Regions from separate parts of the Rattus norvegicus genome. Here region 2 is linked to region 1. The links are chromatin contacts, called in public Hi-C maps. All regions are on one chromosome and are shown on one strand. The core of a region is the stretch at or near the end of the contact, and the rest is flanking DNA. Distances in the headings are between cores, read along the strand shown.

Region 1 (6,692 bases), core at 3,301-5,800:
ACAGCGATAATAACATAGCTGAGTCTCTGCTCTCTTATCTTTACAATGGAGGGGTTGGGTTGGAGTAGGTGTCATATCATCCTGGGATGTGTGAACATTTACATCCACCTAAATGGTCTTGGGCTTTTCCACACCACCTCCCTGCACCTCTAGCCCATAGGACACATTGGAATATAGACCCATTTTACAGAAGAGAAAAATGGAGGCACGGTAAGGGGGAAAGAGCTAGCCCGGAGTCACACACTGAACCTTCATTTTACTCACTCCTGGCTCCAGAGAGGGCGACAGTGATGTAGTACATGTCTTTTATAAATGCACTTTCAAACATTTGCAAGAATAAGCTCGCCATGGTCCCATCTCTGACCTTTTAAAATCAAAGGACACGGAGGTAGGAGGGGACCCAGTTCAGGTCGTGGGTGTGTGGGTAAACAGCACAGGAAGTGCAAACGTCACAGCAGCCTTTCCAGCCCCAAACCCTTGTCCTAAGTGAGCAGAGGACGGTGAGTTACAGTAGCTAGGAGAATGCTGGCTAGCTTCATCCAACTTGACACAAGTTAGGGTCATCTGAGAGGAAGGGGCCTCGATTAAGAAAAATGCCTCCACAAGATCAGCCTGCAGGCAAGCCTCGTAGGGCATTTTCTAAATTAGGGATTGATGGGGGAGGGCCCAGCCCATTGTGGGTGGTGCCATCCCTGGGCTGGTGGTCCTGGGTTCTGTGAGAAAGCAGGCCGAGCAAGGCATTGAAGAACAAGCTAAGTCAGCTCCTGCCTCCAGGTTCCTAACTGGATTGAGTTCCTGCTCTGACTTCCTTCAGTGATGAACAGTTTCCTCAAGGACTTGACTTTTGGCCATGCAGCCACAGAAACCTTAACCAAGACACGAGAGAGAATGGAACACTGCTCTTACGCTCCTCAGCATCCAACTCCAACCTGCTTGAGTGGGGGTCCCATGCTATGGCCCAGAGCATCTCCAACCCAACACTGATTCACCTAGGGTCACTCTGTGGAGCAAACCAGAGCTGCTATTCCACAGGTCAGGTGTTGAAACCCTGAAAATACCACAAGCCATACAACTTCTGCATCTGTAATGGTTCCTTCCCAAGGAACAGAGGAAACAGAGCGTGTATGTCTGTCGACAGGGAGGGCAGGGTTACAAGGAACTTGCTCGTGCAATTATAGAGACCTCAAGTCCTAAGAGTCACAGGCAGGATACTGGGAGCCCTGGAGAACTGATGATACAGTAGTGTCTGTAATTTAAAGGGTTGTCAGGCTCTACAAGGAGGAGGAGCAGCCTTGTTGTTGTACTCAGGGTTTCGATTGATTGGGATAATATACCAGCAGGGATAATAAACACCCAAAACGGTGTTTATCAGGTGTGTACACACACACGCACGCACACACACATACACACACACACGCACGCACACGCACACACACACGTTACTGCTTTACTCAGTATGTTGGCTTTCCATTGCTAAGACAAGCGCCTGTGAAAATTAACTTAAAAGAAGGTCTATTCTGTGTCATGGCTTTGTAGTCAATAGTCGATTAGCCCTGCTGGAGGGGCCTGTGGTGGCAGGGTACGTCATGGCAGAAGCACGTGGCAAAGGAAGCCTGTTAGACCCATAGCAGCTGAAAAGCAAAGTAAGGGACTAGAAGAACCCGAGTCCTCATATCCCCTTCCAAGGGCATTCGGCCAATGACTTAACTTCCTCTGGCAATGCCTTACCTCTTAAGAGTTCAACTCTACCTCCAAGTGGCTGGAGACCAAACCTTTAACACATTATCCCTCAGGAGACACTCCCATCCTAAACTGTAGCACTGATACAAAACACTCTGCAGAAACCTGGAACAGTGTCTGTTTACCAGTTTGGGCAGTTGACACATAAAATGAACCGTAACGGTCACGTAGAGAAGGGCCCAGTCAGCACGGGGACCAGCCAGAATCAGAGGAGACTGAAGGAGAAAGTTCCAGAGGCCGTCACCAAAGGCAACTTCAAGAGTAAAGCCTGGACTATGCTCCGTGAGTGACAGAGAGGAGGGGTGGAGCAATACTGTCTTGGAGCCTTTCCAGGTCCCCAGGATACCTTGCATCCTCCCGTTGCTGTCCCCAATGAAGTCCTATGAGTGGGATTCTTTCTAACCCAGCTATCCTGGATTAGAGCAGGGGCATCATGAATCTCCACGAATTATCGGGTAACCCCATTCTAGAAGTTTAGAAGCAGCTGCATTTCCCAGGACAAACCATACTGACTGTCAGGGGCTATCATGCTACACAACATGGAATCTTGTTCCTAGGAAACTTGCTGTTACGGCTTTGACTACTTGTACACTTACAAACAACCAGAACGACTGAAATCAAGTGTGAGTACTGGGGCCTGAAAATGGTTTGGGGTTTGCTTTGAGACGGGATCTTAGGTCTACCAGGCTGGCTTCAAACTGATCCTCTTGCCGCTGCCTCTGGGGTACTGGGATGATAGGTGAGCACCTCCACTCCCAGGGGAGCACCACCACTCCCAGGTGAGCACCGCCACTCCCAGGTGAGCACCACCACTCCCAGGTGAGAACCACCGCTCCTCCCAGGTGAGCACCACCACTCCCAGGTGAGCACCACCACTCCCAGGTGAGCACCGCCACCCCCAGATGAGCACCACCACTCTCAGGTGAGCACCTCCACTCCTCCCAGGTGAGCACCACCACTCCCAGGTGAGCACCACCACTCCTCCCAGGTGAGCACCACCACTCTCAGGTGAGCACCACCACTCCTCCCAGGTGAGCACCACCACTCCTCCCAGGTGAGCACCACCACTCCCAGGTGAGCACCACCACTCCTCCCAGGTGAGCACCACCACTCCCAGGTGAGCACCACCACTCCCAGGTGAGCACCACCACTCCCAGGTGAGCACCACCACTCCTCCCAGGTGAGCACCACCACTCCTCCCAGGTGAGCACCACCACTCCCAGGTGAGTACCACCACTCCTCCCAGGTGAGCACCACCACTCCCAGGTGAGCACCGCCACTCCTCCCAGGTGAGCACCACCACTCCCAGGTGAGCACCACCACTCCCAGGTGAGCACCGCCACCCCCAGGTGAGCACCACCACTCTCAGGTGAGCACCACCCCTCCCAGGTGAGCACCTCCACTCCCAGGTGAGCACCACCACTCCCAGCTCATATGGGATCAAGCACAGGGCTCTACCCATAGCAGGCAAGCCCTGTGCCAACTGAGCCATCCCCAGCTCTGCATAGGCCGTTTCTATCTGTAAGGCTTAGCTGCGTAAAAAGGAGCCACTCCGACAGTGATGGGTCACCCAGCTGCTCAGCACCAACACCGCTGCCCAGGTTTGCTCTTTTAATTGTTTTTTCAGAGTTTTCTGGAAGAGATCAAATCTTACTGACATCATTTTTTTTCTTTTTTCTTTTTTTTTTTTTCTCTCTCTTTTCTTTTTTTTCGGAGCTGGGGATCGAACCCAGCGCTTTGCGCTCGCTAGGCAAGCGCTCTACCGCTGAGCTAAATCCCCAACCCCCTGACATCATTTTTAATAGAAATTTCTGTCTCTTCTACATGGGCTCTTTAGAGGACAAGGCCTGTGACATATACAAGTATATGTATGGCCCGTACAGGACACAGTATCTGGTATGTTGTAGATATAGATAGATATATTTTTAAGTTCTCCTCTCAAATACCTCTCACGGAAAGGCCCATCAGGCGGACTGCACCGTTGCCAACTGTACTGTTCAGATGGCGTTGCAATAACAGACAACCTGAACCTTTCAGCGTTTACCTCAACCAAGGTTGACATCTTATGAAACCAATGGCTAAGCTACAGCTTTTCTAAAAACCCTCCTTCATTCTAAGACCCAACAGGAAAGAGAAAGAGAGACAGGGGGCCGTGTTATGACTTTGAAAGCGCCTTGACAATGGTGGCACAGTTCCCTGTACTCATTTCTGCCAGCCCCAGCAAATCTCATAGCCAAGGCTGACGTTAATAGAGCAGGAATACAATCTTTCCACCAGAGTGAGGGATGCCAAAACTCACACGACCGTGCCTGGCAGCATGGGACAGTGCTGTACAATCCTCTAACAGACAGAGACACCAAGACTAGGAATACAAGCAGCACACAGTATGTCATGTTTAAAAAAAAGCAGGAGAGCTGTGTGCTTGGTTGAAGATTTAGCTAAAGGGGGAGACACGCTGAAGGAAGTCTGGACTCGAGGCTTTCCCCAGGACGCCACAGCTGTTTCCAGGTCCCCAGCTTGAGAATCACCCACCCTGCTCTGTGCTTTAGGTCAGCTCTCAGGAGTGTCACGTGGAGTCGTCACAGGAAAACATTTGGCCCTTGGATGTTTTATTCATAAAGATCATATGTCCAAGGGAATACGAGCTAGCCAAGTCAGAGGAAATTAACGAGTATAAATCAAGAAACGCAGGCCGAGCCAAAACGGGAATTTTCAGAAAATGAAGTCATCTTAACCAGTGCCTTGGTTTACTTAGAGGTAGACAGCCAGAGGCTTGGTGAGCCCTGTGGAGAACAAGAAGCAAAGGGCAAAGGGCAAAGGAAAAACAAGGCAGGTACTGTAGGCTGACTCTGGCTGCTGGCTGATTGCATCCAGTATGAACCGGAATGAAGAGCCAGGGAAGAGTCTGGCACCAGCTATTCACAAAGGGACTTAACCATGACCCTTGCTTAACTTAAGCAAGTCTGCATGTCCAGACTTACTTCCAGCATCACCGATAGCACTGGTCTCAAATGGGCACCCAGGCTGCCTATGCTTAATACCTGGTTGTCTCTGGCCAGCAAATTAGCTTAGCTCAAAGAAAATGCCAGACCGCATGCAGACCCTCACATGGAGAAAACATCAGAATTAACTATTGTTTTAAAACTTGACTCATTCCATTAAGTTGCATGGCAGGATCCTCAGCCCATCTCTAAGGATGAGCATAAAAGCCCTGGGTTGTCACATCAACAACAGAGGCTTCTGAGATCCACGCACCGGTAACCGGTCCAAGGGAATCAGGCTTGGACAGGGTCAGGCATGAATCCAAGCTGCCTACGATGTATCAGGTGGCCGAGCATGATACAGCACATGCTGTCCTGGGTAATTCTTTCAAAAGAACAGAAAAAATGCTGTCCTTGGCCAGAAGACAAACTCCTTTCTGAACCCACCATTCTTCACCCAAACACCCACAAGCTAAGGCTTGCAAGTCACGGGCCACGGTGCAATGCTTCCTTTTCAAGCCCTTTAGAGCCGAGCGTGTGTCCCTGTTCAGCGTGCTAGTAGAGACAATCTCTGGGCGCCTTTAAGGACAAAAGAAGGTTCCACAAAGCAAGTTCCGTGGTGTCTTGCTCTCCGGGAACGATTGGCAAGGTTTCCTCCGCTGGGCTTCTCAAAAACACAGTCCAGAAGGCAGGCTCAGAATTGCAGCCTGGCCACAGGCCACAGCTCAGCAGATGCATGCGTTCATAAGCACGTCAAATACAGCACTCCAGGCCTAAATTCACAGGCCTGGCATTGATCTGGGAAGCTAGACACAGGCAGCCCGGTGCCTCCTAGATGGAATTGCTACAACTGTTTTACTGTGGGAACCTGTGCTAGACGCACACAAAGGGACACAGAAAAGGTTATCTTCATTCTCGGAGGAAAAAAACGATCACAAAGGACACCGCAGAGCTAGGGTCTGATAACCCAAGAGTGCTTGGCAGACAACGCACAGAACACATGGATTTGCAGCTGAAGCATCTTTGGACATTCGGTGTACACTGGCTATGGAGACCTAGGTACCAGCCACCACACTTGGTGCCAACAGGAAACAAGAGGTAAATGAAACCTGGCTCCCATCGGAGGATAAAGTACCTGCAGTATTTGAGGAGAGGGCTCCCCCCATACTGGGGAGGCTAAAGACAGCTCAACTGGAGGGAACCATGTCTTCTCAAGGACCAAGGAGCCAGGCAAGCGTAGGCACAAAGAGCGAACACTGGCACCATGCATGTGCAGAGGTGTTCTGCCAGAGGTGTCACTACATGGCACCCCCTTTCCTGGATGCTGAGATTTGAGGGGCTCACAGCTGTTATTTGTCTCTGGAAGTTTTCTTCTGCTGTCCGCAGTACCTCACGTAGATGCGGCTATGGTTTGACTATGAAATGTCCTTCCCAGGCTCGTGGGTCAGGGTCTTCATCTCCAGATGCTGGTATTTTGGATAGGTTCTGGAAACATCTTTAGGAAGTCAAACCCTAGTAGATTGGCAAGGAGGAGACCTGTAGCAATAAGTCTCTGGCCCCTTCGGTCTCTCACGCTGACTCTTGTCTACCATGGAATCATAGTGTTAGCTATCCCAAGTCCCACCCCTTTTAGGCACACCCCATATCCCTGACCAGTGTAATTTTAGTACCTAGTGATGTGCTAAAACATGTATCTATTTTTCATTTTTTTTCAGACAATTACATCACAGTTTAATCATCAGAATCAAGGCAATCACTTTCAAAACTCTCCTTGTGGGAGATTAATCACTTCCTCCGGTGCAGCCACCACCCATGTAATTTAGGGATTCCTCTTTGGGGCTTTGTCCACAGTGTGCTTCCCATGTGCAGCTGAGCATAGTAGCCTCTAGCAACCCTGTCCTTTGAGGTTAGGGAGTCACTCAGAACCATGACAGGTGACTACACCTGAGTATTTGGGAATTCCACAGTGTC
Region 2 (7,579 bases), core at 2,738-5,237, 260 kb before region 1:
GCAAGAAGAGCCAACAGATACTAACCCATCTGGGGCCACAGAGGTCAGACCTATCAGCTGTGTCCTAGCTTTATTTCTGCTGCTGGGATTAAAAATGCCCTGATTTAAAAAAAAACAACAATTTAGAGGGGAAGAAGTTGATGTTAACTTGTAATTCTGGGTTACAGCCCATTTGTGTGTGGAAGTCAAAGAGGCAGGAGCCTAAAACAGCTAGTCATATCACATCCTTAGTCAAGGGCAGAGGGAAATGAGTGTGTGAAAGCCTAGTAGTACTCAGCTTTCTCTAGTCTTATATAGCCCAATGAAGTCCTTTCTAGGGAATGGTACTGCCCACAATCTGGATCTTCCTACATCATTGAAATTTTAATCAAGATAATTCCCTCACAGACAGCCCACAGGCCACCCTGATCTGGACAATCCCTCCTTGAGATTCTCGGGTGATGGATGATACATTGGGTCAAGTTGACAATTAACCATCACATAGCCCTTGACCAAGCTCTTTCTGCTTTGCTTAGTTGATTGGTAAAAATCTTTTTCCTAGAGTAGTCTCAATTTTATTTGTATCAGCTGTCCTGTGGCATGTTGAACCTCCCCGAGACCACCACACTAGCCTTACTTCTAGTTATCAGACCCTTTCAGAACATAGTTTGTCTTCCCTTTCTAAAATCTTTTCCTGTATCTAAATAAGACATTTGTATATTCTTTTCATCTCCCCACTTCCCAATCTAAAGATGATAATAAAGTCTTTTGCAATGTGACTCATGAATGTGGGTTTTTGTTCTTTTATATTTAGTGTGAAAAATGATCAACGATTTGTATGTCTTTTGTTCTCTTCTTGATCTGATAACTGCATGTGACAAGAGTTCTGTTTGCCCATCATTTATCCCCCAAATCAATGTCTGAAGCGAAGTAAGCCTTCAATAAACATTTGCTGGTGAAAGTGCCCCTCCTGTTCTCACTGGTTACTTAGGAATGTGCTACTATGTCTGTGGCTTGAATAATGTAAAGTGTTCAACAAAGGAAGCAATACTTCAATTAGTAAAGCCATCACACGATGTAAGGTTGGTCACTAATTAGTTCTGGATTCATGGGAAGGTTTACTCTTCACATTGCTGTGACAAAGTATCTTACAGAAGAACCTTAGAGAAGTTTTATTTTAGATTATGGTCTGAGGATACTCAGGGTCAAGGGGTGGTGGATTTAGGTGGCTGGTTACATTGTATCTGCAGCTAAGAAGCTTAGAATGATGCAGACTGGTACCCAACTGGCTTTCTCCTTTATAACTAGTCGGCCCAGTGCTAGTGAAATGGTGCTTCTCCATGTCAGTTGAGTCTTTCTAAATCAGTTAAACCTCTCCGGAAATGCCCTCATAAGCACACTCAGAGGTTTGTCTCATCCCTCATTCTAAAACCCTTTATGTTTGCAATCAAGATTAATTATTCCACATTCATAAGTCTGCATAATGTACCCCAACATTTCAGAGGTGTTTTTTAACTATAACACATTATAACCCCTATATCGATTACCACAAACTACTACATCTTTCAAATGAAATCACTGCTTGCCCAGGGTGTGTGTGTGTGTGTGTGTGTGTGTGTGTGTGTGTATTCATTCTTAGTTTAGCGCTGGTAAATTTGGCTCAATAAATGTGCACATTATTTTTTGCTTGTGATTATGCTTTCTAGCCTTACCCCTGTGTCTGTCATCAACATAATCTGCGAGCCTTGGAACTAAAGGTCAAACACCCTGTGTCACCAGCAGTGACCCACAGTCCCGTCTTGTGGCTAGCACTTACATCTTACCCAGTCAAACAGTTGTTGAACAGATTTCTAAGGAATGGCTCTGATGTTTTATTTATTAAAACTGGCAACAGGGACAGGAAACTTTGTTTCCTTTACAAAAGCTATTGTTCGGGTTCCCATCTCTCAGTGTGTGCCACAACAAATGGGTTTGGATTCAGCTCCTTTGTAATTCTTCATCTTTCAAGTGTTACACTGTTATTTCAGAATATTTTAGTTACCATATTATCAACTTCAATAAAAGAAAGGAGTTGATCCAATATTCAGAAATGCCTACTGGCTCCAGGTAACTTTGATCCTGGAGGATCACAGCGTACCACTTATGGGCAAAATATTGCATGAGGTCAATTGCCGGCACTCAACAACAACAACAACAACAAAGAAAAAAGCAAAACAAAACAAAAACAACAACAAGAAAACAACAACCACCACCACCAACAACAACAACACAGAGGTTTTTTGGAGTCAACTGTGAAAATACATTTACTTTTCACATTGCCATAGTGGCTGAGAATCTGGGGGAGGGCATGGGGGGGGTGAGGGAAATGGTGTAGAGAAACCACTACAAAGTCTAGAGGCTATAATTTTAAAGTCTATTTTTGGCCAACAGAAATTTTCATGTTGTTTAGAAAAGCATCCCATATCAAGGTAGTCAAAATATCCCATTGATTATTATAATCAGCAATGTTAAACATGGAGTTCCCACCCCCTCTTTAAGCCTAGGTTATTTCTGACTGGATGTGTACTCTAGCTATGGCCAAGAGGATGCTAAGTGGAGGAGTCAGGAAGCAGGGCTAGAATTTCAAGGGCCCCATTGGAGTGTACCAGCTATATCACCATTTTTTTTACTATCCATGAGTAATGATTCTGGAATTTGACAATGTACCTTCATCAGATTTCAATGTCCTTGTAAAATCAAAGGGCATGTGGCAGTGGACCAAACCAAGAGCTCCAAGTTATTCTTAACACAGCCTGTCCTTTGTCCTGTAGTGTTTTCAGCCAAACTCACTCTGCATACAGAATGCTCGCAGAATAGATGGGATAGTTAGCAAGCATGATGTTGCCTGGATGACTCTGGCTGTCTCTGTTTTATGAGTTTGGGTGGAAGATAGGAATTCAGGTTTGGTTACCCATGGGGAAATTCATCAAGCTTATTCGAGCTCACTTGAGAAGGGCTACCACTTTCCCCAAACTGGCAACAATTTGGATATTACAAATCATGCAATAATAAATTTGATTAAAAATGTAGATGTACGCAGGGATAATTTTCTCATAAAAACATCTTTCACAGGTGTAGACTGCTCACCTTGCATGTCCAAGGTCCTAAGTCTAATATGAGAGAGAGACTGACTTTGTGAAGGTTTAAGGAATACTAATGTGCTCAATTTTTTTCTTTGTAACATAAAATATTCTCTTCCCTTGTTCTTGTTCTCTCTCTCTCTCTCTCTCTCTCTCTCTCTCTCTCTCTCTCCTCCCCTCCCTCTTTCCCTCCTTTCCTCCTTCCTCCCTCTCTCCCTCCCGTAATGCTTAGGAAAGCATCTGTAGTCAGGGGTGTAATGTCATTAGACCCCTACTAAAATGAGTGAAGGTAGCCCTCTTTGTAGCTCTAACATTGGAAGCTTTTTCTCTTTTCTATGTTTATGTGTGTTCGTGTTAAGGTGCACAAAGACAGAGTGTGTGCAGGGTTATATGTGGGAACCAGAGGACAATCTGGAGAGTTGTTACCCAGGCACCATCCCCCTTTACTGAATATAAGGGTTTTTTTTTTTATTGGTTTGTTGTTGATATATAGGGTGTCTCTCTGGCCTGGAACACACCAAGTATGCTAGTCTGGCTGGTCATTGAGCCCCAGGGAGCCACTTGTCTCTCTTCCTCCACACTGCTAGGCTTCTAAGCCAGCTTACTTTTTAGTGGGTTCTGGATATTAAAGTTGGGGCCTCTTTGCAAGGCGAGCATTTTACTGACTGTTCTGTTAACCCAGCCACGAGGCTTCCAAATCCATAACATATAATAGTCTTCCTAGCAACCGACTGGATTTGTTTATTCCACAGAGAATGGCGTTTGATTGTGAGCCTTTGTGGGCACCATTCGATGAATAACGCCCCCTAAACACTTCCTAATAGAAGCACTTACGGGTTTCATAAAGAAAAAAGCTACGTCCTTTTATTTAATCCCCACCGCTTCCTCATTTGTCCACCAGATGGCAGAAGAGGGGCCAGGATAGCAGCTAAAATATTTTTGATTCACTAGTGTATCTAGTATGAAATTATATTAAGAGCAGGAAATAAACACTTAAATGTAGTCCTATGACTTAATGTCCATTATATTGTCTACATGAAAATACACTGAGAAAAACAACAAGATTGTGGAAAACGTACATACTAGGCTGGAAGTTAAAAGTTCAACCACGGATTAGAAGACCTGGACATACTGTTAGTCCTATGCAATGGGCAGAGGGGACAGGGAAGCGCTGCATGAAGGCTCTCCCGCAGCCCACGTTTGAATGAAACTAGAAATAGAAAAGATGAGGGTAGGAAATGTTCTCTTCTCGCCTTTGCTGTGACAGTCCTGGGCCTGGCAAGGGTGACATTCTCTACCCATATCCAAAGTTACTTTTGAGGACAAGCCCTTTAAGTTCAACGCAAAGGGTAGCTAAAGTATATATATGAAGAAATATTGAGTTGGGGAGCAGGGAACCATTGCCCAACATAAAGAACAGGCTGTATGCTCACAGCTGGTAAATGTTTAACACCTCAGTGTTGTTACGCGTTGCCCACGTTTATTTAGCAACCTCTTAAACAAGCAGAGAGAATGCTTTATTATTCTCATGGAAATGGATTTGAAGTGAAAGGCTTCAAGGAAATAGCCTGGTTTATAGCTATTCTCATCGGTGTGTCTTCTTCACATGTGGCTGTACCGCCTTCCTCCTGGATTTGCAGAGACTAGCATCAGAGAGAAATGGCCACCAAGCTGTACCTCGCAGGGGAAGGACCAAGCTGAGTGAAGTGATTGTTTTGAGAATATGTATATCAGGCAATAACCCACAGAGGAGAAATGGAAAGTGAATTTTATGACAGCGGTTGTAAGACGTTTTAATCCACCTCTTGAGGCACTTGAGGTGCACACCGAGTCATGATATCCTGTTTGCCTAGCCACTCCACTTTCTGAGGCCCTGGTTTTGCCCTTTTCTAGTCACCATGGCAACAAGGACACAAATACAAAGTCCATAGCATTCTCCAGATCTGTGAGGAAGAATTTCCCACTGTATACATGGTACATATAGTTGACCTACGCACTGCAGGAAGAATGTGGTGTAATTTTAAACACAGTAAATTGAGTCATAAAATGGAAGTGGATACAGCTAGGAAAATGTTACCAACAAAGAAAGGAAAATAGTGTTGGATTGCCGTCCCCACTAAAGCCCACAGTGCTGTCCCTCATCTCCTTTCCTGACGTAAAGAGAACCATGAAAACAAAGCATCGAGCTTTGATTTTGCTTTTTATTTTTAAGGCCTAAACCTAAAATAAATGATTTATTTCTAGGTCAATCATAAATGAGTGATCTGAGATGCTGATCTTGAAAACACTTCATCATTTTCAATTACTGGCTGTAACGGGCTCTGCTAAAATCCTGTGTGTTCATTCTGCATTTCCAGAGAAGAAGCCAAAGCCAGGCTCTGGTATGGCTTTGTTTGATTCCTGGCCAAGACTGTCCTCACGCAGCATCCCCAGAAAGTAAGGGTGGAGTTGACTGTGGAAGGAATGATGCATCCGTCCCTTGCATTCAGTCCTATGCACTGAATGACATCCTGGGAAGAACTTTCAAAAGCATATGGGGAGAACAAGATTCCTGCGGATAAAGCAGCTTCCCTGGGCAGGAATGAAGAGCCACAGAAGAAATTCAGAGAAGTTTTAAAGAGGCTAGACAAAACCAAAAACAAAACAAAATAAATCAAAACAAAACAACAACAAAACAAACAAAAGCGGCAGCATGCAGGGACCTCTGTAAGATGCTGAACTGATCTGTTTCTCTGACTGATCAGCATGGCATTAATCGCCATCACTATTGAACGTGTTTTTGCTTTGTTTTGGTTTGAGTGCTTGTATTATTTAGTGGGGGGACTTGGGGGATGGGCAGACACTATGCCCTTGTGCTCGATGTGAGCTGCCCTGCCAACTGAGGGAGACCCAAATTCTGATGCTCCTTTCCTGTGACTCCCATTCATCCGCCAGATGCCTGTACTGAGCGCTTGCCCTGTAAGAAGCACAGTCTGACCAGTGCTGTTGCAGTTCTGGGTGTCAGGACTCAGTTCTTCGGTTCTCTGCTGTCTAAAATGTGAGAAAATAAATAACAAATGGGGATATGTGTGTGCATCATCTAACGCCTATGATTGTGTGATTCCCAAAGAAATGCAGCAACAGACGTGAAAGTATCCCCTCTTCATCCCCCTTTCATCCCCTCTTCAAAGAGTAAGTATAGCTGAGGAGAAAGAATGTCAGCCTTCGAGACCAAAGAAACGACAAATTTATGCTCCGGTTGGGCACAGGCCAGCTGTGAGACCGAGAACCTCCCAGCTGCTCTAGGGTTCAATCTTCTCATCTGTAAAATTAAGAAGCTGGTCCCAACCATCTCCTGTTTGATATATTTTGTTACCCTACAGGGAATTCAGAGATCTTCACTCCCCAAAGGAGGTCAGTTTAACTTCTGACTTTCTCAGATAGCTCTGTAGATAATCTCAAGAAAGGGAAAGGCATTTATAATCATATTTTCCAGTGGGGTTTGGAAAATCAGAGTAAAAGCCAATGCATTTTGCATGACTATGAACAAGGACTTAAAGTGGGGAAGAGAGGGGCAACAGCTTTGGAGAAATGTCATCTCTGTCTTTGTACTCCCAGTCCAGTTGAACCATTCAGGACAGCTAGCAGCTCAACCAGTCATGAGAAGGCTGTGGCCAGTGGAAGGGAAAGGGGACAATAAAGAGAAATAAAAGGTTGAGGGTCCATAATAAAGATGATGTCATCAGTACCAGTCCCTTTTCTGTTGTTATGATGAGAGGCTGTGTACATCATGAAGTAAAGATGCGTATTTTTGACTCATAAAATAAATCTAGAACATTCTCAGTGGGCAGTCCTGTGCTGTTTTCTACCTGATTCTGCTCACTGTATCACAGACTGTTATGAATGGATGCTTTGTCATTCCCAGTGCACGTGCATTTTGCCAGCTTCTGATACTTGCTTCACCACCTAGTTACCTTTTATTCCACCACCACCATCAATCTTGTAACGTCCACTGGCAAATTGGAATCTCGATGGAAACAGACAACATCCAAACCAAAGTAGAAGGGGAGAATAAGCCTCCACTTAGCTTACTCAAATCTCACTTCCAAGATTTCGCCAATAAAAAAATTGTATGTGGGAGTATAGATATACAATACATGTGTAGAAGAGTGGATATGCATGTACATAGATGACTGTACATGTATGTAGATATCATGCATTATGCAAGATCTATGTCTGTGTCTTAGTCTTTCTCCATGAGGTACACACCTGCTGAAATACTGATTGGGTGTTGAAATTTGTACAGCCCCCTTCGAGAGGGAACGTTCCTAAATGTTGCCTCATTCTTGCCCCTGCCCCCTGGTCTCCTTGACACCAGCACAGAACGCAAGGATGGAGCTTGAGAATTCTAACTAGTCTGGGGAACTGTTAATGCCCACACAATTTTACATTTGATTCTGTTTCCATGACAAATTTTTCATTTCAGAAGAAAAGAACATTTC

The links. Hi-C and Micro-C count contacts between places; a contact is called where the count stands out from the background.
Region 2: a contact with region 1 is called in a Hi-C map of liver, with 5 times the contacts expected there. The contact joins two enhancer-like sites. A contact is called at or near these places in 2 of 12 Hi-C or Micro-C datasets (hepatocytes and liver).

Annotation. Positions count from the first base shown.
Region 1 is chr15:58,369,774-58,376,465 of GRCr8, reverse strand. No RefSeq gene overlaps it. Among named protein-coding and RNA genes, the nearest start is that of Serp2, 60 kb to the right of the region's middle. Within about 2 kb of position 4,550, at least 17 of the 93 cell types and tissues checked have an H3K27ac peak or open chromatin away from gene starts, as enhancers often do. A contact at or near this core is called in liver, where this site is marked.
Region 2 is chr15:58,629,014-58,636,592 of GRCr8, reverse strand. All of the region lies in intron 4 of LOC102546462 (a long non-coding RNA gene), which reads right to left. Among named protein-coding and RNA genes, the nearest start is that of Lacc1, 180 kb to the left of the region's middle. Within about 2 kb of position 3,987, at least 13 of the 93 cell types and tissues checked have an H3K27ac peak or open chromatin away from gene starts, as enhancers often do. A contact at or near this core is called in liver, where this site is marked.